Linked DNA regions of Anas platyrhynchos: region 2 is linked to region 1. The links are chromatin contacts, called in public Hi-C maps. All regions are on one chromosome and are shown on one strand. Each heading gives the region's core, a stretch centred on a gene start, on an enhancer-like site or on the middle of the called end of the contact. The rest is flanking DNA. Distances are from core to core; before and after follow the strand shown. Region 1 overlaps KALRN (kalirin RhoGEF kinase). Region 2 overlaps KALRN (kalirin RhoGEF kinase).

Region 1 (6,238 bases), core at 845-3,344:
CAGAGCAGTCTTCCTTGTCTAGGTGTACACAGCTGAACTACTCCCAGTCTGTCACAGATGGCTCACAAGGCCAGGAGAAGGCTGTGGCCACCCCCCAAAACCCACCAAAGCAGCTAGGTTCTCCCCTTCATCTGTGAGCATGCAGCCAAGGAAGGAGGTTCCTGCTTCTCTGCAGAAAATGGATAGAGACACGGGTGCTCTGGGGCTTCTCAACACCTGCAGTGAGGAGCACAATCATATCCCATTGCATAGAGCCCTAAATATGTGAGTTGGTTTAACTTGCCCCTGGAAAGCAAGGGGTGGCCCTCTGGGAAATTTGGCAGGAGAGCATGGAGAATTTCTGACCCTGGTCTTCCACACAGGCTGCAGGAGAAAAACATGTGCTGAGCTTGAGGGGGACTCACAAGAGCTGCTTTCCCTCTCCCGAGCTCCAGCTCTCGATGGGGAGACCCAGCCTGCCCAGACCACTGCACGCTGGGCTCCACCACCCAAGCCTGGACCTGCCAAGCCACACTCTGCATGCAACAGAAGTGCTGCAATAAGTAACTGTACCCTTTTCTAAAACCTGCCTCTCCAACAAGCCCACAAGCATATCTACAGGAAACAAATGACTCTTTATCTTGAGAGAAGATTTTTCGTTTTGGAAACAGCCAACTCATGTGCACCACTGGGCGCAGTGCTGACAGGCGCTGCGTGGCAGCGATACACCATGGTCCTCGTTTCCTTCTGCAAAGACCAGCACTTAACCCTCCAAAGTGCGAATGCTTCTGTCCTCCTACAGGTCCACGCAGTTTGGAAACATCCCGCACTACATTTTTGCTGATGCTTTCCCATTTGACCACTAGTAGCGTTTCTCTGCCAGTTTTTGTTGGGTTTTAGTTGGCTGACTAATGCGATGCTAAAAGCAGAAAGATTTATTATCTCAATCGGCAGAAATTCTATATTCCATATTCAGCCACAGCCTAAGATGCTGGTGCCAGTATGTTAATGAAGAGGTATGAGCAATCGATATTATACCTGCTACCAGGAAAGCCTGTTCCCTGACAGCCTCCCAGCCAAATTAAGCAAAAATCCCAAAGGCGCAGTAAACGACGCATTAGAAAACCGAGCATGAGTTGCACAATAATAAAGCTGTCAGAGACTGTAATGCCAGAATAAACCTTCAGCTCAGGTGCCTGACCTTTGTGCAATATCAGCTACTGGATTTTGTCCAGTTTTATGTTGTACCCTCCAAGCTGCTCCTGGTACATGAACCATGAGGGTGACCTGTCAAAGGGTCCCACATTAATACAGAGAATCAGGCCCAACACATGCTATGTCCAAGCGTCTAATCCTTCTGATCGGATTATTTGTGATCACAGCAGGTGTGGATTACAGCTCGGTGTGTACCACGGCTGAATTTCCACCCAGACCAGGTGCTGAATCCTCTGGCATCCTTGATGAGCACAGCTGACTGCAGCATTTTAAATCCCAGTCCCCCTTCCCCCTTTTTCTTCTTTCCCAGTGAAAAAAAAAATAAAAATCAGCATGGCCACTGTACAGTGAAACTTGGGGTTAAGCTGACAGGGGATTAGGTGGATGAAGTTTTACCCCCTGTCAGAAGGGGAAGCAAAGGCAAAGTAAACAAGAAAATTTGCAGGCCTTCTCTCTTTTAAACAAAGACTCCTGTGTTTAAAATAATAAAAATCCACTGAACAAAAGCAAAGCAACTTCCCCCAAAATAGCCTTTCCTGTTTTATCAAAGCATTCATCTAAATTGTACTTCTCCACAAAAATAAAGTTCCAGGTAGAGCACTGGAGGCCTTGGGCTTTGATTAGATAACAGAACAGCTGAAGCAATAAGTATAATTGACTTCAGTGGTACCTGATACGTCTTAAACAAACCCACGTGGCTGAATCTAGCTTTAAATATCTAGTGATGACATACTGAAAAAAAAAAAAGGAAGAAAGAAATAGAAACACCATGTCAGAGAAGTAGTGGCGTTCATGAGCTATCAGAACAGGACTCCAACAGCCTGCACACAATCGGCCCCATGCCTTGTATCTGCTGAGACTCACCGTGGAGGCCAAGTACTTGCAAGGCTTGGTCAGGCTGTGCCTATCTTATCTACTTGCTCTGGGGGTGCTTGGACCGACACAGCCTCTAGGGCTTGGCTGCACAAGGATTTATCAGTATAGTTATGTCTTCTGGATGTACTAATGTATCTGCCATTAGTGGCAGAGCTTCAGCTGTAGTGATAGGAATATTCCTATTCAGCTTTAGCTCATCTTGGTCCACCTCTTAAAAAGAACAAAAATCACATCTCATCACCCATATTGCCACTTGTTGCTAAATATTTGTTCATTTTTGATTATTTTGGTGATGATGCAGTCCAGGAGAAGGTGTAAGCATTGACAACACCAAGAGTGGACACTTTATGATTATCTGAGTTCTCCCACAGGTTACTATGAGGTAGGAGAAAGTACAGGATCCAAGACCAAAAGGTAACAGCTGATAAGGGAGTGAGGCATCATCAATCATTCCAGCACCCAAGCAGGTGTTGCCTTCTAAGGGAGAAAGAAGTGATGTGGGGAGAAGCTGTGAAGGTCCATGAAAGTGAAGCCAAAAACCACCAACCATTTCAAGAGCAAGAGGAAGAAGACACAGCAGTGAAAAACCAAAGGAAAGGATGACCTGACTGAAATAGCAAAGCAGTTTTGAGTTCTCTAGTCTTTCTATTCCCATTCCTTAGCATTATTCATTTTTTCCCCTGGTATATTGAGGTGGAACACTGGTCCCAAGCTGGGCCCGGAAGCCCTTGGTGTCAGCCTACAGAGAACTGCCATGTTACAAAATGCTTGTTAGCCGACTTGTTTCCAGCTGCTCTATCATAATTGAAACAGAGTGAAAATGCAGTAAAAGCTTTCCTGATGGGATTTTTCAACATATGTCATGTCCTGAACTTGTAACAAGGATGCCACGAGGCACTAAGCATTAGTAGGAGGGGTTTGTGTGACCTCTTTTGAAATGCTGTACAATGAAATTCTGACTTTGAACACCCCTGTTGGACCGGTATTAGGAACAGAGAAAAGGGGTTTTTGTTTGTTTGCTTGTTTTAATACTGCATGTTTATATTGACAATGGGAGCCTGAACACTGTTCATTTAATAAAAACCCCATGACCTGTTTATGTGCCAGATAAATCAACTGTTACCTAATAAAATGTTTCTTTTAGTTCAGAGCCATACAAACATTTTAATTGACTGCTCTTAATTAAGACTTTCAAAAACAAAAACAATTTCTCTGCCTCTACAAAGACAACTGAAGGTTTAATGCAGTGCACTAAAACTTCTGAATCGTCCTCACACAGCTCCCCCGAGAAATCAGGAATCATTACCATCGAATATGTTTTGCAACAGAGATTGTTTAAAACAACAGAGAAAGTGCGCAAGCCAATGTAGATCACAATTTAATACTCAACAGGAACAGGGACACAACAAAAGCAACCTAGACTCTTTTCCCCTACTAAAATCCAAGATGTTCTTAAAAACAGAGACGTGGGAAGAAACGATCATGCTTTTCCCTACATAGATTGCTCTTCTGAGATCAGGGGCTGGAGGGAAGAGACTTCCAACCCCAACAAGAGCCACATTATAGCCTCACTGGTTTTGCACACTAATCCATATAATGATCCATATAATGTTTCCCACGAGGAGTGGTCACAAAAATGCAGGTTTCAGGGTAGCCTCTTTTTCATTGTTACTATTCTTTTTTTCACCAGATTTTATTCATCTTTCCTCTGCTTTCTTCCTCTGCAGCTCAGCTTGCAGTCACAGGATCCCACAGGCCGTAAGATCAGGCAGGTGGGACTCTCTAAATGGAGAAGCTTTCACCTGAGCAGCACTGAAACCCCTGGCCCTCCTGCCTGAAGTCTGACGGTGTCCCAGCTGATGCACCCAAGCCAGCATGAGCAGGCTGGGAAAGGCAGACAGGATGCTCACCCTGCCAACACACACCTTGCGAGGCCTACGTTCCCTCTGCAGCTGGAAGACACCCAACTATTGCTCAGTTTGCTCTGTTACGAGGACCCACCGCTGCCACCAAAGCCCTGCTGTTAAGTGGCCATCTGCCTGCGCAGCAAGATGTTTGCATAGCATCTTAAAACAATGTACTTCTCATCTCCTCCAGGGATTTGGACCAGAAACAAGCATCCTGCAGGCTGAATCTGGTTTGGGGCCCTGAATGGGATCCCTTTGCATATCATCAGCCTAAACCAAATGCTATAAACCCTATTGTTTTAACGCTTTCTGTTGTGATGATTGACATTGTTTAAAATTACTACAAGAACTAGCCTTTGAATTACACTGTGACTATGATATCACAACAAAAACGTTGAGTGAGCAGTCATAAAACAAGATTTGTAAGATCAAGATTTCTTCTAAAGGTTTGATAGGCCAAATTCAAATTTGGAATCACTCAGATGAAACTAACAGGCTGACACCAGGAACATGCTTGTCCCAGTGTGCTTAATGAATATTGACTAGGTCATTAGGTCGCTTTCCGTCCATGCAGATTTCTCCCTTAATGTGAAATTTATAGTTTAATACCTTAGAGCTCAATTACAGAATAAAAGAGACAGGAATAAAAGTCACAGTTTTCTGTAATTAGCCCCGTGAGACAATTCAAACAGAGCTTCATTCCTAGTGTCACAAGCCTTTCTTTTTCCTTCTGAAGGAATGCCAGTCAGGAAAAAAATAATAACACAAATTCTCGATTACAGTAACAAGACTGCAGACCAGTTCCTCGTATTCAGTCATCAGTAAATTATTTGCAAAAAGGTGAATCTCAGAAACCTGTTTGACTTTTTACAGGGGGTAATTGCAAACTCCGTCAGCTTACTGGAAAACACAGACAGGCAGGACTGTACTTGGGCTCTGAGCTGTAGTAAAGTCATGAAAAAACCAAGTGTGTATCCTTCAAAGGAACACAGCCAGGAGTCAGACGGAAGGCTGGGAGACTAGTCCTTGACGTCTCTGTGCTTTCACTGATCAACAAGAGAAATCTGCAAAGATATTCCATTATGAAACGTAGGGAATGTTCTTTTTTTTTCTTTTATTTTTTTTCTCTTATATTTCCACCAACTTTTCCCTTTTGTAATATTTTATGTTAACTCAATAACTATTTAGAATGGAATAGTGTTAAAACAGGGGTGGGAGGGGGGAAAGAGAGCCAGAGCACATGTTCAGTTGTGATGTTTGATTTTGTTTCCAGTGGCTTTCACAGGTGTTCTGTTCAGATGTGGATGTTTCAGGTGCATCTTTTGTCTTTCATTTTAAGGATGGTAGGTACTTTCTGTGAGCCTCATGATTTATATTTACAGTCCACCGTAATTGATATAGGACAAAACACGGTTATTTACCATTTTCATTAAGCAGATGCAACTATTCTACATTTGTCAAAAACTGCGTGTTTATATCACAGATGGCAAATTTTACTATTAGAAATTTTATGTACAGATACTTTCTATTCTTGAAATTACCGTGCTTGTAAAGGCAAAGAATGGTGTGCCTTGTTAACTGCAAGCAAAATTCAGCTATTCTGCAGCTGTGTATCTTTATGTATTTGAAACAGATGGGGGGAGACCACTTGATGCTGACATAAGACGTGCCAGCCTTTGCCCTACATAAAGCAAGGATTGTAGAGAAGGGCCAGACATTTTGGAATCTTGGACCAAGGGATTCCTAATCCAAACCATGCCCGAAGATACTGGAAATAGAGAAGAACACAAATCTGAACAGCTAGAAGCCGTTTATGATGTTAATCCTTGCACGATCTCATGAGACTGGCAAGCTCTTCCAGTGGATAGTTCATTTTCCACTTTAAACTTACTCCCCTCTCTTTATTTCAAGCATCTGTACATTCAGTTTAAACGATTTCCTGTTTTCCTAGTGGAAGGAGAACTGATTAGACACAGAAGAACCTATTTGCTGTACTCTGGCCAAAACTGTGGACTGGGTGGCTATTTTTATTATTTCTAGAAGCACTTCTGGAGATCCCATTAATGCTGAGTCTCCCTGTTACAGGTCTGGTGTGTGCAGGAAGAAAACAGAGGCTGAGGGGGAGAGAGATGCAAGGAGCTAAAGGCAACGAATGCATGGATGGAGCCGGCTGGCCCCAGACTGACTGCACCTGCCTGGAGAAGGGGGGGTGAGAGCCAGCTCAGTGAGTTCCCTGGGATCATCCATCTCATGGCCTGGCA
Region 2 (5,706 bases), core at 2,520-5,019, 40 kb before region 1:
ATATTGCCAAATACTATCTTGTCTTTCCCTTTCATATCTTCGGAAACTCCTTTTTCTTCTATTCTCTTCATGAAGCCCTTTAGGATTAATGATCAGTGATTAGCAAAGGGTTTACTTAAAGAGGGAGTATAATTACACTCACTTTAAAAAAAAAGTAAAAGTTTAATGTCAGACTTTTTGCTTTGAAAACACTTAAAATACCTTTTTATTTTTTTTTTTAAATACAACTTAAAATCAGAAACCCATCTAGATATTCTAAATTACATAGTCTGCTTAAAAGAAAACTTTAAAGGATTTATTCTGAATAACTGCAGTTGTTTTAGGAACCCCTTTGTTAGATGTCATTGAAGTGACAAGTGCAATTAGAAGATAAAAGTTAAACAAAAGTAGCTTATCATGCTCTTGGCTTCACTGGTAAGAGGGAGAAGCCAGAGTCTGCACAGACAAAATTCTTCTGTTCATCACCATGAATGTTTTGTGGGAGCACAAAGCCATGCAGAAAGTTTAAAGAGTCACATGAACGGGATTTCTCACACCTCCTGAGAGTTTCTTTATAAGTCTTTGGAGCACTGCAGCCCTGTTAGCTTTGCCAGTGGAGCGTGATGTAAACAGAAGATAACACAAAAGTCTTCAAGTTTGGAAGCTCTTGAAAATCACTGCTAGACGGGCTGATAATTCTCCCTGGACTAGTGAACGCCAGAAGCATTCCCAAAAGCCCACTTCAACCGAGTGCCTCCAGTTCTCAGTCCTTGCTGGGAATCGAACCAGACCGTGCATGTGAGTTGTCTCTGACAGGTGATCCCTAGGGATCAGCCAGGTCTTTACAAGTTGAAACTTACAAAACAATGACTGCTTTTGAAAAAAATAGGAAAACAAAACAAAAATAAATCCTCCCTCTATGTTATCTCAAGGTGTGTGGGTGGTGGTTTTTTTTTCAAAACATGGGTCCATCGGCCACACACACACCTCAGCACAGACCCAAAGCCAGGCTTTGGAAAGCTACTCAAACACAGCACTGTAGCCCCGGTGCAAACTCAAGGGAAGTATGTGCTACCGCTGTTCAGTATTGATTTGAAGTGGTATCACTGCATGACGGCAAGAATGGAATGAAATAAATGGAAGGGGCGTAAATTATTCTCTCCCACTGCCCTCAAGGCTGCATTACAGCAGAGTTTGTTAGAAGCAGGGTAGCCAAGAAAAACCTTTGCATGCTGGAGTTGAAACCTAAAATACAACATTTGTTAGATGGAAACAGAAATAGTTTCCGAAGGCATTTCTTCTTGTTTCTGTCAACATGAGGAGGGGACCATGGAAGCAGTGTGCGAAATAAACCAGTTTGTTTCTCATGCTGTATTTTTTGTTGTTGCCACTTTGCAGAATGGTGTTTGTTAGTGAGAAAACATTTTGCATAGCAGGGCTTGCTTCAGCTCACCTCCACAACAGTTCCCAAGTCTTTGACGTAGTCTTTTTCGGTCTGCACCAGCTCATTTAAGACAAACCTAAATTAAAACAGAACACACGCATTTGACCACGTTCCTTGATGTTACTGTTTGGTCCTCTTACCACATATTACCTCCTGAAAAAAAAACACCACCATCCCAGGAAACACAACCTGACTCACTCTTTGCTCATAGCTCAGTGGGACGAAAACGACAAAAACTTTACATTTCAGGCCAGCATAGTTTCAGTGCTCTTAACTCATCTCTCCTTCCCCTCTTCTGCACCAGGTCCCAGGGCAGTGCTAGAGCAGCAGCACAACGAGGTGCCTCTGCTTTCAACTACCTCTCCCTGCCCTGCACTCATCTGTCCCCCCCATGCAGCCCTCCTGATAGCAATGGGGACATTTCCCAACCCATTTTGCAGCATGTAGGAGAGGGTTTCTTGTCCCAGTTAAGATGTAATTTGGAAGTTTTAAACACTGGAAAACAAATTCCCCTTCTTGCCTTAATGCAGAGCTTAATCTCTCAGCCTAGGTAATCCTTGTGGGGGTGGCCAGTGATTCCCACTTATCTCAGAACTAATAATCCCAGGGAGGAGAGTCAGCTAATGAAGGCTTGATGCATGCAAACAACACCAAGCTAAAAAAAAAAGCACAAAACAACCCTCCTTTGTATGTCAAACTGACTAATCACATAATGTTCTTTCGAGGACAATTTCAAGAAGTTACAGCTTGCTGCAGACAGTTTTCCTCTCAATTACGCCAATACACGGATTTGGCACATGACAAATAAACTCCATCTGTGCTCCAGCTCGCTCCGGCGGTAACAAGGCTAACAAGATAGAGGAGCGCTTTCATGTCTAATATCGCTCCGTTCATGTCAATCAGCAGCCTGACCCACTTGAAGTGATAGGTCTGAGGGCAAACAGTGCTAAGATAAAAGCCTGCTTGAGAATATCTAGGGAAAAAAAAAAAAAACACAAGCTGGCTTTTGGCTCCAATACAATGGCTGTGCTCCCGAGGTGTCCCTTGCTCAGATGGAGTGGAGGAGCTGCTTGGACGCAGGGAGGAGATGCTTGGACACGAGGCAGGGAGAGGTCAGACAGCTTCACATTCATTTGAGAGTAAAATCCAGCCCCCTTGGCAGAGGCCTGGGCTGGCAGTGGTGGTGCTGGATGCTTGTGCTCTCGGCAGTGCCCTGCCAAGCTGCGTGCCTGGGTAGTAAACACGAGCGGGGCAGAAGGCTGCTCCCTCACACAGCGGCCACGTGCATCCCGTGCGGTGCCCTCTCGCTGGCTGACCTGGTGCCCTTGGGACAGGCTGGCTGCATCTCGTCCAAATGGGCTCACATCCCTTCTGGCTGCACTGCTCCTGGTGGAGCAGAGGGCTGCCCAGAGGCTGGGGAATCTCTGCCACCACCCGCCCCCAGCTCCTGGTTTCACCTGCTGTGAGGGTACAGCTGGACAAAGGCTGCTCTGAAAATGAGGCAGCAGATTAAACCTGCCAATCTGTACCTGTGTTAGGAATCAGGGTCTCCATCACCATTACTTAAGTTAAACTTGGCACTAGGGTTCCCCAGCTCCCCTCTCCCTGAAAAGCAAAAAAATCATCCTTCGTCCTCTGCTAGTTCCCTGAAGCCTATCTGACACAGGACCCTAAAGGTAGTCACAATTTGAGATTCCTAAGAAGCATGTTGCAAAAATTCATGTTCATTCATCTCCTCATCAGATAACACAGAGCAAGGACAGACCGTTGCTTAGAAAGTGACTGCCCCAGCCACCAGCAGGTATTGTCTACACAGCTGTAGTTAAAATGGCATTAAATGTACCAGGGGTAGAGCCTCACCTCTGAGTCAGTCTGAATATCTGGGTATCTCAGTAACTCCACACTAAGGCTATACTGACACTGCTCAGTAAGACTGCTGCCTGGCTGCTCACAGGGTCTGATGGAACAGGGGTTTCCCAGTGCCAAGGCTAACTGCTGACAGGCACATGTTGCCTGAGACAAAGGAAATAACCACCCATGCCTGAGCAAGGATTCAGTTGCTGTTTTATGGGAAATGGGGGGTCACAGCTCGAGTTTGGAGCCCAGCTGCCTAATATGGCTATGGAATTACGCACAGCCAGAGGCACAGACACAGAGCACAGACACCAGGGAGCTGGAGAGGAGACAGATGTCTTGTGCTGAAAGCCACTAGCAGGTGCTCCTAAACATCCTGGCGTTTCAGAAATCTGGACGGAGGCAGCAGCTAATTACGTGTAACACGCTGCCAGTCTGCCTGCCAGAAGCGTCACAAGTTAGAAAGCCTTACTGTACGGGGGCTTACACCAGCACTAACCTGAAGTTATCTAATGAATGAACTGCTACCAGAAACCCCCCCAAATTGAAATATCAAGGAGCTTTAAGGAGACAGACAGGGGCAGAGAGGTTTCCTGCAGAAAGGCTGACAGCTGTTTAGCAGAAAACTTCTTCCAGTCAGAAGCACGCCCAGGAGTGCTGTGCCCCTGCCCGCTGCTGGCAGCCCATCCCGTCCCTCGCTATAGTGCTTCTCCAGCTTCCTACAACAAGCTGCAGGAGACAACGATGGCTTTCATGGACCTGCAACAACCTCCTGCTTCCTCTCCCATTACCATGGATATGAAGGTTTCCCAAATTAAACTTTCTCTTCTGTGGCATTTGCCCACCATAAATACTTCTGAATTCTGCCCCTTCCTTTGCTAGGGTGCAAAATCATCATCTCATTAAAAAAAAATAAATCTCTTTTCCTTGGAAGTAGCTAACAAGGTCAACAATATATTCGCCTTTGCAAGCTGATTTCACCTCTGGCACAGTAATTTCCAAAGCAAACACCTCAGTAACTCTGTGTGTAACTGCCCAGAGGCCTCTACAGTAATAGATACATGCTATCTGGGGTAAAAGCTGCACATTTTTAAGAGTGAAGATGAACTTCCTGGGTGTGAAAGCGCTTCTAAGAAGTATTTTTGCAGGTTAAGAAGAAACAGATGCAGCAGGACACAGTTTTACTCCCAGTTCTGTGCTCGATCAATGACTACAAAGTATTCTTTCAGAGCAGCTACGTGCCCTCCCTGGATGCCTATTTCAGAAATACGAACAAGCGAGACAACTTACATCCTGCCTCTCATTGCTTTGGCTTTTTGTTCCTCTTCAAGGTTTCTTGGGGGAGTTGAAGGCGTCATTCCTTCATTTAAGCAGCCAGTGGCATCTTTTAAGGTTCCTCGGTAAGATCCTCCTTCAAGGGTCTACGAAAACCCCAAAGAACAACAGAAAAAACATTACCCTTGAACTCCAGCATTAGTGTTACCTCCTGCTTCAAGTCAATTCTGCAATCATCAGTGCAGTCTAAAACCAAGAGGAATATTTAGCTTTCCCCCAGACCTTAGTGAGACAAAACCAAACTAGTTTTAAATTGATTCAAGCCCCCTCCTCCAAAAAGGATTAAAAATAGAGAAAATGTCCTTTTGCCAGAAGGTGAAAAAAACATTCCAGTAGCCCCAGGATGAGGAAACTCTTCCAAATTCTTTCAAAACAACCTGAAAGCATCCTAGTGTCACAATCAGACCCAAGGTTAGGCTATACATGGACAGTGTTTCTCTGCCAAAGACTGAGCAAGAATTCCTAGTAGCAAAGTAGAACATAAGCTGAAACAAATGGATGGATACAGAGCAACATTCCACAATAATTAAAGTTTCCCCCAAATCCCTGGAAAGTAATCGCAGTTGATCTAACAGTGTACACGCTGGGGAGAGAAAATAAAATATCCTCTGAAAATACATGTAACTGGGTTAATGAAATACTCGAAATTTTTTAGTCCCTCAATGGAATAAAACTATTTTGAGTAAATTTTCTGGGAATGTCCTTTGCAGTTTCCCATGTCCCAGAGAGATCCTTCTCCACTTGCTCCAACTGAGCACCCTATTAACAGACCTCTTCATAACAACATCTCAAACTGAGAATATGCCAAAACTTTCTGATATTATTCACTAGACAGAGCTGCTTTCACAGTTACAATAATTCAATGATTTTGTATGTGCGTTGTTTTCACACACATAAGGAAATAAACCTTTGTAAGCTCATTGTAACTGCTTCAATCCTGGTTTATTAATCAGTAAAATTTGCTCAAAGCAAGTGTTTTCCTAATTTTAGAGGTTCTGGGACATGTAGAAAAAAAGGTTTATCTTTTACATTAACATTTTGTACTTTTGGGGGCAAAACTTAAAAGAAGCCAATATATGAAACACTATTTACTC

Evidence for each region. Hi-C and Micro-C count contacts between places; a contact is called where the count stands out from the background.
Region 2: a contact with region 1 is called in a Hi-C map of skeletal muscle, with 2.0 times the contacts expected there. The contact joins two enhancer-like sites. A contact is called at or near these places in 2 of 8 Hi-C or Micro-C datasets (liver and skeletal muscle).

What each region holds. Positions count from the first base shown.
Region 1 is chr7:16,342,282-16,348,519 of IASCAAS_PekinDuck_T2T, reverse strand. All of the region lies in intron 38 of KALRN (kalirin RhoGEF kinase), which reads right to left. Among named protein-coding and RNA genes, the nearest start is that of UMPS, 88 kb to the left of the region's middle. Within about 2 kb of position 2,094, at least 4 of the 8 cell types and tissues checked have an H3K27ac peak or open chromatin away from gene starts, as enhancers often do.
Region 2 is chr7:16,384,869-16,390,574 of IASCAAS_PekinDuck_T2T, reverse strand. It overlaps KALRN (kalirin RhoGEF kinase), which reads right to left. Exons shown (of 64, transcript XM_072040795.1): 42 at 4,568-4,698; 43 at 1,433-1,499; 44 at 1-77. Among named protein-coding and RNA genes, the nearest start is that of UMPS, 46 kb to the left of the region's middle. Within about 2 kb of position 3,769, at least 3 of the 8 cell types and tissues checked have an H3K27ac peak or open chromatin away from gene starts, as enhancers often do.